Regions from separate parts of the Mus musculus genome. Here all the other regions are linked to region 1. Evidence: chromatin contacts called from public HiChIP or PLAC-seq and promoter capture Hi-C data. All regions are on one chromosome and are shown on one strand. The core of a region is the stretch at or near the end of the contact, and the rest is flanking DNA. Distances in the headings are between cores, read along the strand shown. Region 1 holds the start of Srpr (signal recognition particle receptor ('docking protein')). Region 2 has its middle 12 kb from the start of Gm1113. Region 3 overlaps Cdon (cell adhesion molecule-related/down-regulated by oncogenes).

What was found. Promoter capture Hi-C pulls out the DNA fragments that hold promoters and counts their contacts. HiChIP or PLAC-seq counts read pairs in DNA pulled down with a chosen protein or histone mark.
Region 2: a contact with region 1 is called in an H3K4me3 HiChIP or PLAC-seq map of embryonic limb bud, with 5 times the contacts expected there. The contact joins the enhancer-like site here to the promoter of Srpr in region 1. A contact is called at or near these places in 12 of 39 promoter capture datasets (the C10 cell line, the HPC-7 cell line, cranial neural crest and 8 more), 2 of 15 datasets of contacts at CTCF or cohesin (the NIH/3T3 cell line and large pre-B cells), 11 of 484 Hi-C or Micro-C datasets (the 3T3-L1 cell line, the C2C12 cell line, the C3H10T1/2 cell line and 8 more), 29 of 115 datasets of contacts at active chromatin or transcription factors (the 230-238 cell line, acute myeloid leukemia, craniofacial prominence and 18 more) and 3 of 9 other capture datasets (adipose tissue, liver and pancreatic islet).
Region 3: a promoter capture Hi-C map of hippocampal neurons shows a contact between it and region 1, with 2.1 times the contacts expected there. The contact joins the enhancer-like site here to the promoter of Srpr in region 1. A contact is called at or near these places in 8 of 39 promoter capture datasets (the 3T3-L1 cell line, the C10 cell line, cranial neural crest and 5 more), 8 of 115 datasets of contacts at active chromatin or transcription factors (effector CD8 T cells, embryonic basal ganglia, embryonic forebrain and 5 more) and 3 of 9 other capture datasets (adipose tissue, liver and pancreatic islet).

Annotation. Positions count from the first base shown.
Region 1 is chr9:35,209,940-35,212,467 of GRCm38.p6, forward strand. It overlaps Srpr (signal recognition particle receptor ('docking protein')), which reads left to right and starts at 1,264. Exons shown (of 14, transcript NM_026130.1): 1 at 1,264-1,466; 2 at 2,053-2,136; 3 at 2,409-2,528. The coding sequence starts at 1,350. It overlaps Foxred1 (FAD-dependent oxidoreductase domain containing 1), which reads right to left and starts at 1,116. Exons shown (of 11, transcript NM_001291448.1): 1 at 868-1,116; 2 at 6-226. The coding sequence starts at 952.
Region 2 is chr9:35,528,713-35,531,240 of GRCm38.p6, forward strand. No RefSeq gene overlaps it. Among named protein-coding and RNA genes, the nearest start is that of Gm1113, 12 kb to the left of the region's middle. Within about 2 kb of position 1,264, at least 23 of the 459 cell types and tissues checked have an H3K27ac peak or open chromatin away from gene starts, as enhancers often do. A contact at or near this core is called in craniofacial prominence, embryonic limb bud, neural tube and 1 more, where this site is marked.
Region 3 is chr9:35,507,158-35,509,685 of GRCm38.p6, forward strand. Cdon (cell adhesion molecule-related/down-regulated by oncogenes) reads left to right here. Exons shown (of 19, transcript NM_021339.2): 19 at 1-495. It overlaps Gm1113 (predicted gene 1113), which reads right to left. Exons shown (of 12, transcript NM_001378295.1): 10 at 2,406-2,430; 11 at 2,244-2,296; 12 at 2,065-2,162. The coding sequence ends at 2,065. Among named protein-coding and RNA genes, the nearest start is that of Gm1113, 9.8 kb to the right of the region's middle. Within about 2 kb of position 1,269, at least 79 of the 459 cell types and tissues checked have an H3K27ac peak or open chromatin away from gene starts, as enhancers often do. A contact at or near this core is called in adipose tissue, fibro-adipogenic progenitors and hippocampal neurons, where this site is marked.

The sequences.
Region 1 (2,528 bases), core at 14-2,513:
CTCACCGTGTGGTCCTGCTCCACCACCAGCACCCGAATGGCACCTCTTCTACTCTCCAGCTTCTTCAGCCAAAAGGCCACAGACAGACCAAGAATCCCACCTCCTATGATGACCACATCCGCCTGTTCTGGGGGCAGGTGGCTGGTGTCATACAGCACTTCATATTTCTTTCCAGGCAGGATGGAATCAACCTTCTTCTTAAAGTCAGACACCTTTGCATCCCAGTCTGCAGGACATAGTTACAGTTAGATGACTTATGTTCTTTTCTGCGTGGTTGGGGGTTGGAGGATGGGTACAGGAAAAGGGGGGCTGAAATAGGCATTTGGATTGCCACACCTCCAATGTCATCCTTTCTCATAAGATCAACTCATATGCAGCAGTATTGTTAGAACTTTGTTGTTTGGTCTTTGTCCCACCAGGCCCCAATATCATGGATCTCTAACACTGGAAGATTCAACTTCCTGAAATTACTTTCTGTTTCCCCATCAAGCGAGATGTGACTCACATTATTTAGCTCTTGCAGATCTCTCTCCCTCCTGAACCCCATTCTCAGATATGCCAGGCCCAGGGAACGAGTCCCTAGTATACTTCATACTGCACAGCCTTCTAAAGCCGGGCACCTTTGTAATGGTTTCTTATCCTTATCCATCATCGCCAGCAAGCTTCCATTTATATGGCATTGTCCACTGGGAAGTGCCTCCTTGAGAGCCATACACTTGCCTCGGCTCTTTGACCTTTAGTAGGCAAGCCTACCCCTTCCCCCAGCTAACTCGCTGTCCCGCCCGCACGAGGCAGGGGGTCGAACCTTGAAGGTCACATCTATGGAGGGTTTGGGCTCCCCAGAACCACTGCTGCCCTCAGCTTTACCCAGAGTAAAGCCTCCTTTGCGTGTGCGTAGCCCCCGGTATGGGAGGCCCGGGCCCAAGCCAAGACGCAGCGCTCTGCGAAACATGGCCTTAGAGCCCGGCTTCTTTCAGCTTGAGGTGGGTTCCCCTCAAGCCGACTCTGTCCTTCCTGTCATCGGTCCGCGCCACGGGGAATAGACACGAACGCGCCGATTAGCCGGCAGTGCTCTTCAGGCTCCACCCCTCCACGCTATAGGGGAGCTATCGCCTCTGGAGTCCCGCCCCTGTGTGCTATTGGTCAGGCTTGAGTCTACGTCATCTCGCGCGCCCTGAGCGGGAAAGGGGCGGGACCACGGAGGCTCGTAGCGGAAGTGCGGCTGAACCGGTTTCCGGGGGCTGCTGGTGTGACGTGTCCCGCGCTTGGCGCAGCAGGAAGCGGCGGCGGCGGACGCGGCCCGAGTTCCCGGCCCCGGTCTCGGCCTCAAGTCTTCTCCCGCTTCCGTCATGCTTGACTTCTTCACCATCTTCTCGAAGGGCGGGCTTGTGCTCTGGTGTTTCCAGGGCGTGAGCGACTCGTGCACCGGGCCCGTCAACGCGTTGATTCGTTCCGTACTGCTGCAGGTACCACCCCCGCGGGGCAGAACTCCGGGCTGTCGTCCCTCAGACCCAGACTGTGGTCCCCTTTCCAGTAGTCACTCCGCACTTTCCGTTCTGATCTCCTCAAACTGGTCGGTTACCGGCCACCCAGGATCGACTTCCTTGCCTGGATCACAGTATCCCGAAACTTTGCGACGCCCCCCACTCCTCCCGTTTCCGGGGCTCTAGCCACGTTCTGGCGTCCTAATGGACTCGAACTCCCTCTCCACTCATCCGAGCAGCGTGGTTTTCTGCTGTTTTGACGTTGGGTGAAACTGTGGATGCGAGAACACCTTTCAGGAACAGTAGATGGTTCACAGCTGCTAGAAGATCTGATTGTTTATATATGACTGTTTACTTCCTGGCTCCCACGTGTCCTGTCTCCTGTCCCAGCTTTACCCCTTGTCCTTACCTGGTGTCTGTCTGTCTGTCTTTTTTTCTCACGGGGTGCTAGAAATGTCCCAGAACTCCCTTGTTGAGGGCAGGATTATATCTGGTTATTTCCCAAACGTAGTCCAAAGTCTGGTTTTGCTGTGGATGTAGCCTGACTGCTGAAACGCTCTTTTTCCAGGAACGGGGCGGTAACAACTCTTTCACTCATGAGGCTCTCACACTCAAGTATAAACTGGACAACCAGTTTGAGCTGGTGTTTGTGGTAAGTGGGGGTATGTTAGAAAGACAAGTTATGTTCTCAACAGCATCCCCACTGATGAACCTAATTAATTGTGGGTATTGTGTATGTGATAAAGTGATAGAAAAAAGTTAGGAATGTGGAGGGGAGAAAGCAAGCGACTTCTGGGTAAGATTGTAAGCTTGGCTCTCCCGGGGCAGGAAACCTATCTCTGGAGGCTTGGGTTGAGTTGGCTTCCTTCCATTCTGGGCTGGCATGTAAGGAGATCTATTGGCTCCGTCTCCTTCCATAAACAGGTTGGCTTTCAGAAGATCCTCACGCTGACCTATGTAGACAAGTTGATAGATGATGTGCACCGACTGTTCCGGGATAAGTATCGCACAGAGATCCAACAACAGAGTGCTTTAAGTCTATTG
Region 2 (2,528 bases), core at 14-2,513, 320 kb after region 1:
ATACTGCTTTTCATGTACCAAGAGACTGAAACTTCAGAATGATCACACCTGGTGCTGGGGAAGCTAAAGGAGAAACAGCCCTCTTAGCAGTCAGGGCAGTGCCTCAGCCTTCTGAGAAAGGTGCCTATCAGGGCATATGAAAACTAAAAATATGAATTTCTTTGGCCAATTTAAACAAAGTCTGGGAGTTAAGCCATAGGGAGAAAAAAAAAGCAAGAAACTATATGTGTGTGTGAGTGTGTGTGTGTGTTTCATATAGTAATGGCAGAATGATATACATATACCCGTATTCTGTAACATTTTGTGTGTGTATGAATGTTTACATGGGCACATGCGTGTGCATGCATGTGTTGAGTACATGAGCCTCAAGTGTCATCCACCTTACTTTGTGAAGCAGACTCTTTCTCTGGCCAGCAGCTCACTAAGGAGGCTGGAATGGCCGGCCTCAGAGTTCCAAGGATTCATGCCTGTGTCTGCATCCCCAGAGGTGGACTTAAACGTGCAGCTTTTTACAAGGACCCTGGGCATCAAACTCAGGTTCTCACGTCTGTGCAGCAAGCACTTTATTAAGCTATCTCTCTCTCTCCCCCTTATAATATACTATTATGCAATTATTAAAACAATAAATCACAGAAAGGCAAATTCTGTATTATTTCACTGATATGAGGTCCCTAGAGTAGTCACAATCACAGAAATGGAAAACAGAGTGGTGCTTGCCAGGGTTTGAGAAGAGGCAGTAGGGAATTGTTTGACTGAGAGAGAATTTCAGTTTTGCAAGAGGGAAGCATTCTAAAGATGAGTTATATTACCACATGATTATACTTAAAGCAGCCCTTTCTCAAAGATTTTATTCTCTCTCTCTCTCTCTCTATATATATATATATATATATATATATATATATATATAATCAAATTGAAGTGATTTTGTTTTTGTTAAGCAAGAAAACCAGCTATGTGGCATTTGTAAAAGAACTGACAATAAAGGTCAGCCAACACCAGCTGGGTAGTGGAGACCAGCCTTGAAGGTGTCCTCTGACTGCATAGTGCTCTCTGCTTTCACCCCAGCCTGAGGCTCCAGGCAGAAGCTGATGCTGATGTGAAAGCTTGCTAACTCTGCTTTGGTGGCTAAGCATCTTTTTACACAGACTCCTGCCCTGATGTTCTGGCATGTCAGCCCCCTCCCCCTCTGCTGGCCCCCACAGGTTCTACAGGGCCAGTGGAGGCCCACAGCTGTTTCTAATATTCTACACAAACTTTATTGAAATGAGAAGCCCCGTTTATCATCCCCCAGGCCCAGCTACTCCTGATTAGGTGCAGATGACTGGACATGCTGGGGGTGGAGCTGGCAATCAAAGAGGAGATTGTTTTGAGCCAGGAGGTGAGAGGGGCAGGAGACTGGGGAGCTGAGGAGAACCCAAAGGGGGTCCCAGGGAACCAGGCAAGGAAGGGTGGCATTCTCAGTCTGAGGGGGGAGAAAGGCATGGTGGGGCTGAGGCAACGAAGGGTCACTTTTTGGTGGCTTCTCTTCTCTGGCCGTATCTTCCCTTACTGGCCTCCTAACCACTTTCAAAAGGCATTTTCTATGTCAGTAGCATCTTCCATTTCCACAAAACCATGGCTAACTACTCTTTGCTTTCAGCTTGGTGCTTTGCCAGAACACATTTTTTGGGTATGTACGAAAGGACATCTTTTTCTGCGTGGCCTCTTCATGATTCCACTCAAACATTGAAAATAACCTAGACAATAAATGTCTGGATGTGGGCACAAGGGGACATATTGTTGGAAATATAGAGTTCATTAGAAGAGTAATAATGTCACAGACAAACAGAGAACAGAATGGAGGGGACTCTGAAGGGAAAAAAAAATCAGGATCCATGTGGCAGATGTGTGTGTGTGTGTGTGTGTGTGTGTTCTTATATCTTTCTGTAGATGGAGGGTCGTTTCTCAGCAGAGGCCTGCAGTCACTCCCTCTGTTTCCCAGGCAGGAAGCAGGGAAAGTGGGAACAGGAGGCATGGCCACCAATACTGCCTATCTTTGGTGTAAATTCACTTCCCCAGGTGAGAAAGAAACCCTGGTACCTGGTAGTCTGATAGCCAGAAATTCAAGATGTTTTGGTAGGGTGTCCATCCTGGTATCTGTGAAAGGGGAAAGGCTACTGTGGAGATATTGAGGCCTGAGCAGCAGTGATATTCTAACAATACATTCCTTCAGATGGGTTCTATGTTACAGCTGCCTCTCAAAGTGGCTGTAACCTGACCAGAGGCTACTCTAGTTTATGCAAGGACATTCTATACTGTGCTGTTGTAACGCAGTAGTCCTTTGGCAGGTGCAGCCATTTAAAATGAAAATGGAAAACCCAGTTGTGTAGTTATGTTCACCACATTTCCAATGCTCAGCGGTTGTTGTGTAATGACGAGTCAAGAAATAGAAGCTAGGCATGGTGGTGGCACACCTGTAATCCCAGCACTCGGGAGGCTGGGCAGATCTCTGTGAGTTCAAGGCCCAGCCTTGTCTACATAGTGAATAC
Region 3 (2,528 bases), core at 19-2,518, 300 kb after region 1:
CATGAAGCTGGTAGGGGCTCTTCGTGGTTCGGGAGAGCCTTTGTTCAGCATTAAGCTTCCCTAGTCCTAGTAAATCATGTCTCCTTTTCCTGGTTTTGTTCACCAATTATGTGACTGGCTCTGGTGACGGGTGCTGTACAGGGTACAGGTTAATTGTGTCATTCTAAACTGTTGAGGTGATCTCATTGTTAAACGGTTCTTGCTGGGTTCTCTTTGTACAGTTGTTACTCCAGGCTGATCACGTCACATCTCTGCGTCAGCTCCAGCACTACCGAGAGACTGTTCGGAACTGTCCTTTCTTTACCTGTATTGCTCGCTCTTACAGCATTGGCCCTGCGATGCATGCCTTGTGCTATATTGAAAAAATATGTTTTATTTTCCTTAAAGTTGTGCTGTTATGTGTGAAGTTGTACATACTCTAAGTGATGTAGTTTTGACAGGTTTTATTTGGTTGGCATGATTTTATATTAAAAGAGAATGCTGCTTTCACGTGCAGTCGCCTGTGAAGAGGGATACATACATACACACACATACACACACACACACACACCCCTGGGGACACAGAGTGGCTTGTGACTGAGAGTATATAAATGTCCTATTTGGAAATGTTCCAGAACCTCTGCCTTGTTGTTCTACAAAGGCCCTGTGAACACCCAAGGGCCCAGCCACCTCTCCCTTATCGTGACTCCCAATTCTGGGAGGGAGCAAGACTACAGCAGGTGTCTACTAGGGAGTCTGAGGGACCCTAACAGGAGCTTAGCTGAGATAGAGGATGGGAGAGAAGTGAGGAGAGAGATTCTTCTTTCCCATAGTGTCTGTTACCACAACCTCAGGATCCGTGGAATGTGAGCACCAGGATGGAATATAGCACCTCCACAGAAACTTGCTTTATTTCCCTGAATAGTGGAAGTCAGTTATCTTCCCTGACCAGAAAATCAACAGAATCCTTTCAGTCAGGTGTGGCCATTTTGTATTTCATTTCTCATAGTCAAATAAGCCGCTTTTAACTCTCAGGCCCCATCCTGAGAGCTACGAGGAAAGCTGAAACCCTTTTCTAATAAGGCCTAAGTGTGTGAGAACCAAAGAAGCTTCTTAGGTTTCTCCCCGTTTTCTGTCTCCTGTCAGGCGCCACTTTCTGTACTGCTGGCAGATCAGCCCCTGCTTGGCTCTGTCCTCCCTCCGCAGAGCAGCCCTGACTTTTCCCCCCTCTCAGCCAAACAAGCGCTCACTTGTGCCTCGCCCAGATTTCAGACTCACACTGGCAGCTGTCAGAGTGTGATTTTGGAACAGCCTCTGCTCTCTGTCAGCCAGCTCCCCCAGGCCTGGTGACTGGAGTGTTGCTGAATACCTCTGCTGGCACAGATTGCAGGAGTCTGGCCGCTGCGTGGTCAGTGACGCCCCTAAGCTGATTTGAACAAAGGGAACACATACCTAGGCACCTGGCTCTTCTTGCCAATAAAGCTTGACCCAAGCAACCATCTCAGAAGTTGTTATTGAAAGAGCTGTGCTAGACATTAGCTACAATTGAGTTAGGGATTACTCAACCCAGTGCTTTTGTTCTCTCTCTCTCTCTCTCTCTCTCTCTCTCTCTCTCTCTCTCTCTCTCTCTCTCTCTCTCAAGAGCTCAGCTCTTAGTTCCCTGGTATCAGAGAATATTCCCTGTACCATTTTCAATTGCTCTCAGATGCTCAGATGCCTTCCATGTTGTCTCCAGTTGTGGATTTTCCTCTTATCTGCCACAAACTGCGCCAGGGCTCCTTTTATCACGTGGAACACTGTAAGTGGGCCGTGGACCACTTCTCGAGCCTGGATAGTGAGTTGGAAGTAATTGATCTTTGAGTGTTGGATGGGGAAGAGAGAGTTGCTTCCTTAGTTTGTTTTTTGGGTTTTTGGTTTTGGTTTTGTTTTGTTTTTTGTTTTTCGAGACAGGGTTTCTCTGTGAAGCCCTTGAACTCAGAAATCTGCTTGCCTCTGCCTCCCGAGTGCTGGGATTAAAGGCATGTGCCACCACACCCGGCTGCCTCCTTCTACCTGCCTTCCTCGGCCCATTGCACCATTATTGTCCTATGGTGTTGCAGTCACTGTGATGGTGACATTTACTGGAGCATCAATGGATTCTTGTATAGGGTCTGAACTTGAGGTGGTAGATGCTGTTTCAGTGCCTAGAAAGAGCACAAGTGGACAGGGAAGAGCAAGGAAACCAGCAGAGGACTCGTGTAGTCATTGGCACAAATGGTGCCTACCTGCTGGGGCCTCGATGCTTTCCCTGGAGGCCCTCTGTTGCTGTTCGTGCTCCCTGAGGTGGGTAAGAGAGAGAGAGAAATGTTACGGGCATCTACACCTTCCTAGCTTTCCTTTCTAATTAAGAAAAGTCTGGACCCCATAAAGAAAAGTGGCACACTCACATAGGAACAAGCAGCCGACTCAGGCCTGGGGGAAAAAAAATGAAAGAACATTACTTGACCAATGCAGTGTGGACCACAGGAAAATGGCCCTCCCCTTCCTAGTGGGTTCCGTACAGAGCCTCA